Regions from separate parts of the Zea mays genome. Here region 2 is linked to region 1. The links are chromatin contacts, called in public Hi-C maps. All regions are on one chromosome and are shown on one strand. Each heading gives the region's core, a stretch centred on a gene start, on an enhancer-like site or on the middle of the called end of the contact. The rest is flanking DNA. Distances are from core to core; before and after follow the strand shown.

The links. Hi-C and Micro-C count contacts between places; a contact is called where the count stands out from the background.
Region 2: a contact with region 1 is called in a Hi-C map of tassel, with 6 times the contacts expected there. The contact joins the promoter of LOC103647081 here to the promoter of LOC100278192 in region 1. A contact is called at or near these places in 6 of 25 Hi-C or Micro-C datasets (bundle sheath, ear, endosperm and 3 more).

The regions. Positions count from the first base shown.
Region 1 is chr2:147,767,192-147,770,168 of Zm-B73-REFERENCE-NAM-5.0, forward strand. LOC100278192 reads left to right here and starts at 1,429. Exons shown (of 1, transcript NM_001367309.1): 1 at 1,429-2,267. The coding sequence starts at 1,616. The coding sequence ends at 1,960.
Region 2 is chr2:147,912,710-147,915,686 of Zm-B73-REFERENCE-NAM-5.0, forward strand. LOC103647081 (Dual specificity protein phosphatase Diacylglycerol kinase catalytic region) reads right to left here and starts at 1,489. Exons shown (of 3, transcript NM_001301527.1): 1 at 1,252-1,489; 2 at 1-500. The coding sequence starts at 440.

The sequences.
Region 1 (2,977 bases), core at 179-2,678:
ATTTCATTTCGTTTTCAGATACAGATTTGGCGAGAGGCGAGTGACGCTTTACCTCCGCCACTTGCCAAAAGCTAGCAGAGACACCAAACATGGATGGGGGCCCGCCTGCATCCTAATGTTTTGTGACATCACCCTTACCTTAGCATGTTCTTGATAGTGCCGACGTCTGTCCTTCCAAATTCTAGATAGCACATTTAGTGGGGGGTAGCCATGTTGGCATTTTCCAAAGAGCACTGATGTGTTAGTTGAAACTGGAACTCATCTCTTCTTAATAAATATATTATACATAGTTTATACTGTGACATATCATGAATATAAAACGTACATCAATTACTTTCTCCTATATTAGCAGACAATAAATGTGGGCAATTTAGGCCATTATCATTTTCATTCTCGTTAAATACAGTGACACATCATCAAATCTGGTGACATGGTAGCCTATTTATTATGAGAGAGATAAAATGAGTTTCATGGGAATGAAACTAGGCATACACGGTTACCTAGCTAGACATGTTGTGTCTTGCATATTGCCGATGAAACCACACCAAATGAAACTGTCCACTGACAATGAAAAGTCTCATACATGCATGGTTGCATTCGTTCCATGATGATGTGGCACTTAGGAAACATAAATATGAAATCTTTCATTGAGAAGGGCCTGATAAGCATTCCAGGAGTACCTAAGGGTATTTTTATAACGGTAAATGTAGGAAATCTAGGCGCCGGTTAGGTATTAACTACATCTTTTTATTTTTTTCCTCGTAAATAGTAGTTATGTATGTTTTAGATACAGTACGTTCCTAGGTTATTTTAGACTATTTTCATCATCGCAAAGGCGTGATTAGGAGTGTATACAAAGGTTAACGGGTTACATTATATCAGTAGTGGTTTAGACTTTGAAAATAGGCAACTACTGAATTTAACCAAACCCATATATATCGATGTGTTATCTATGGCCCTATTGACTTCATTCCAAGCTTTGCCAGTAAAGGAGAAGATCAATATATATTCCAGTCTTGTGTTTCTGCCACTTTGCCTGGTACGTACGTGTCTGTCCTCTATTCTTGTAAAGAATTACATAATTTCTGCGAGGTTTTATAAAAAAAATAGACAATTTATGTGTGTGAATGCACCGGGCACACGCGCCACACAGCATTTTATTGATCGATCGACCTGACACAAAGCGTGTCAACACCAAGTCAAGAACACAGCGAGGAACAAAAGTTCTCGAGAGAGTGGGCTAGCCATCATAGCTAGCTTTACCATACACGAAGCAACATCCACTGGTCGGCCGGCCGGTGGCATTCATGCAATATGCACTTGGACCTTTGTGTCAGATTTTCATAGAGCATTATATTCCATTTAAACTAAAAAATATACTAGTGCGTATACTATATAACAATCCACCACTGCGTGCAAGTGCAACCCCCTACACCACTAGCGTGCACACACAATTGTGAAAGAAAGAAAAAAACACTTGTGATCTTGTTCTTTCCAACTTACAAGAACAGCTAGAGAGAGCTTCAGAACTCTTGCCACAATTCTCTATAGGTCTTGCGTGTGTGTAGCTCCTTTGCAGCTACCTCTTTGACCAGCTAGCTTGCCTGCCATCATCATGGGAAACTGCCTGGTGATTCAAGACAGGAAGGAGATCAAGATCATGAGCATGGGCGGCGGCGGCGGCGAGGTCCTCAAGATGCCATCCCCGCCGGGCAGCTTGAGTAAGGCGGCCGACGATGTCATCGTCGACGCCGACGCTGCTGCAGCTGGCGCCGCTGCCGTCGTCAGGGTGAAGCTGGTGATCAGCAAGCAGGAGCTGAAGAAGATGCTCGACAGGGAGGGCGTGTCGCTGGACGACGTGGTGTCGTCTCTCGTGCTGCGCAATCGAGAACTGGAGGAGGTCTGCTGCGGAGGGTGGCGGCCGGCGCTCGAGAGCATACCGGAAGGCAGCGATCTCTAGCATGCACGTACGACAGCGCCTGGCATCGGTCGTTCAGATGTCTAGCTCTAGCTTGTGGAAGTCACTGGATCAGTGACGGTCGTGCCTACACTACACTGGAGTACACAAGATACTTTTTGGGAATAAGCGTAAGCAAAACATGTGTGTGCTGGGTATAACATTATATACACATATATATAGAGAGAAAGATAGTATTGGTAGGAGTTTTGAGATAGGGATTCTCTTCATCTTTTCTTGCTGCCTACGTGTGCTTGTAAAGAAGAGGTAAAGATGATCCTGGAAATCAAGCAAGTCCTTTATGCATGTATACTATATACTATGTGTCCTAATCAGTGATTCAGTCATCACAGTTACAATCCCAAGGGATCCATATATATATATAAGCTGCTTCTTATATATTTGGTGTTTACTAATTCTCAGTCCTATCTTTAAGACGGCGAGAGTTTTATTGTATTTTAGAAAAGAATGATTGAATTCATAAGAAAATCGGACCCGAGAACCGTATATTAGTTCATGGCTTTCAATACTGAAGATACTTGGTTCGCCACCAAGGTCTGTGCTTGCCATGATCACCACAACCACGTCCACTCGATCGCATCACTGAAAGAGACTCCGCAGTGGTTGGTGGTGCGCGCCTCTAGCCTAGCTGGAAATCAATGCAATGACAAAAACGGCAGCAATTTTCAGTTCAAATACTGATCGATGGGAAGTTGGGCCGGGATGAGCACACAGCTAGAGCTGACGAGGCCCTGTCGTAATTTTACGACCAAGTATCACCGTCGCCATAGGTGCCACACGCGCTCATACTGGGCCCTAAAGGCTAGTTTAGGCCCGCATACGTAGCCACTCTCAGTCTCCTAGTCTCATGTGGCGATTGTCCATACCAACCCATCTAGCCCACCCAAGCCCAACGATCACCTAGGCAGCCTCCACCGCCATGAGCCCAGGACGCCTCTACGCCCTCAATCTCCAAAGACGTGACTCCAAATAGTAACCTAAAATTAAAATAATACATCA
Region 2 (2,977 bases), core at 239-2,738, 150 kb after region 1:
TCCCAAGTTGCAAGACAAAGATACTCGTCTGCTGGAACGAAGGAAATTCTTGGAAGCTCACAAGTGCAGTCTATGACAGATGGGTTTCCAGGGGGCAAATGTTTCAAGAGAAAGGGCCATCCTCCAAGATATAGGCCATCCACAATCTTGTCATACACGGACTCTTTCCTCATGTATCTCTTAACCATTGCATATGTCCGAGCAAGCGTCAAGAAAGGACCAAACAGTATAACTGACCAAAGAGGAAACCTTCCCACTGAGTTCTTCCCCAGGATCCACGGTAGGTTGATGGCATCATGGGATGCAACAGTGACAACAGAAGCAACAATACTGGTGGCTAGGAAAGGAAGCACAATAATTCTCATGCCGAGCTGGTACAGACCAACAGATGTGACAAGAAAAGCTGTCGCAGAGATGCCGGTCACCTTGGATATCCCCATTGTTATCTTTTATGATTATAAGATCACTTCTTCTGCATTGCTAGAATGCCAGGCCTAAATCTGCACCAAAGTTTCGATCAGCAGTTGTTTTCTTTAGCAGAGTGGTGAAATTGGATTTCAATATGTGAAAACACTTGCTCTGTGTGGCGTAGAGAATTAGGTATATTCAATCTAGAAAGCAACATATGCTAAGCGTGTCAGCAGCTCTCTTCGGCATGCGAAAGAGAAGGGGGTGATGCAATGCAAATTTTCGGAGTCGATTTTTTCGATGTGAAAAACAAGTAGTAGTTCCTAACAGGTCAGCATTAAACATAGTTGAACAGCTTGACACTAGCATCCTAACTCAGGGCCATACTGAAGAAAACAACAAAACCCACAAACACGGTTTACTTAACCATTGGATCAGGTAGATTCACTCGTTGATCAACGCTGATGGGGGAGGGCAATCGAATTAGCAAGAATGTGCGTTTGGTAACGTGAGATGCTTCCAGCTTCTTCTTTTTTAGTGCAGAAACACGGTGACGACACTGACGATCAAGGCATAAAACGCGGTCAGCCGGTCACCCCTGTCTGGCTGCCTCAGTTTTGTGGCTTAGAGAACAAATCGGGTAACTAAATCCTACCTACATCAAAGCAGTGGGCCAAGATCCATCCGATCCAAACATTACAAATACAACAGATCAAGATATATCAGCAAAATCGTTCATCATAAAACATATCGACAGTGAGATGCGAACGAGCTAACCACCACGGGACAGAAACGAAAGCGCGTCGTGTCTGCGCGCGAGGGGATCGCAGGTCTCCAGATTACCTCGGCAGGCAAAAGGCGAGGGCGGGCGGGGTGGTGCCGGCCGGTGAGGAGCGCGACTGGGGCCGTAGCGAGCGGGAATAGGAACCGAAGCGGGCAGTGGTGGTGGCAAGCCAATGGGATCCATCCGTTCCTCCCGGCGGCAGCGGCATCGTCGGGGAAGGCCGGAAGGAGACGTGCGGCTCCAATGAATTATTCTTTTTTTTCATCTTTTCTCTCTGACCACCACACTGACGGACTGACCCACCCACCTGGTGGGCCGTCGAAGGGTCCTGTTATGCCCCGCTGGGTCGTCATCGGCACGATGCACCTCGCGGACCCAAAATCCAATCCTGCAAATCAGCACATGGTACGATCTCTTGTCTCGCGTTTCCTCCCGCGCATGGGCCGGCCCACTCCGCAGCTTGCGCGCATTCGCTCATCAAAACTACTCCTTCACATGGGCCGAACAAGTGAAAAATAGTGAGTGTCAAAACTTGAACACAAGACAGTCGTTCTCCACAATTATATTTATACCATGTAACCACCTTGTTTCAGTTAAAAAAATTTGTATTAATAACCCGTATTAGACCATTTAAATCAAATAAAATGATATCACGCTCTTATAATAATAATATTGCACACCAAAATATACCATTAGACCGTCTCATGAAATATTGAAAAAAGGCTACATAGTAGATAAAATAAAATCTCTACTAACTATTAAAAGGCTAATGTAGACCACAGCCGTGCCCCCGCTTCATCCTCTGCGCGCATGTAATCCTGTGCACGGCGTCCCGTGCGCCACGCATGTAACCGGCCCCAATCTACATGCAATCCTCTACGCGGCGTCTGTGCGGCATCCCCGTGCGTGGCCACGCATGCAGCCGGTCCCAGTCTGCATGCAACCTCTAAACCCACACACGCATTACGCATGAAAATATGCAACTAAACTGGTGCATGCAACCATGCATGCAAACGCCTTCGCTCCATGCAAAGCTTGCATGTGCACAGCTGTGCAAGTATGTAAATGTGAATATCATTTGAACCATGGTTGTTTGCTTTAAACTCACATCTATCTAGCTAACATGACACATATTTTTCGTTTTATATTTTATACTAAGTATAATATAGACTTTTATAAAAAAAATAAGGGAAAAATTAAAACTGGGTCGTGTTCCGGCCAACCATGATACTTTTTACGTGAGTTTGCTACCTCGATGCTCTGTATGATTTTCTTTGCGTTTAATATCAATTATAACTATGATAACTAATTTTTAGTCGTTTTGTAACGAAAATATAGATTGGTCAAGTCGTTTAGTAAAACAACATATCACACATACTTGCAAATTGTTTTCACATCATAATGAAATATAAGTCCATATGTGTTGGGGACTTGTTCTCAAATGTTATGAATTAAGAACAAGGCAACATAGAAATTGTTAAATGTTATAGTCCTTCGTCCTTCGAAGCATTATTTTCCTTGGGATATAATGGATTCCGGACGAAGGTTATGAAGGTCATACCTTCATAAACACAACAAATAACGAGGAAGGGTAAAAAATATGTAAAATAATTTAAACACATGATTATTATTATTAACTCATTTCTATTTCATTATCGTAGAAATGATAACAGGTTACAAATGTACCTTCGGCTTGAAGGAAAGCAAAAATACCAACGTGAAGCAAAAGCAAATGCCCAATGCGTGATTATAGGAGAGCACGTGAACAGTACAGGGGTACTGTTC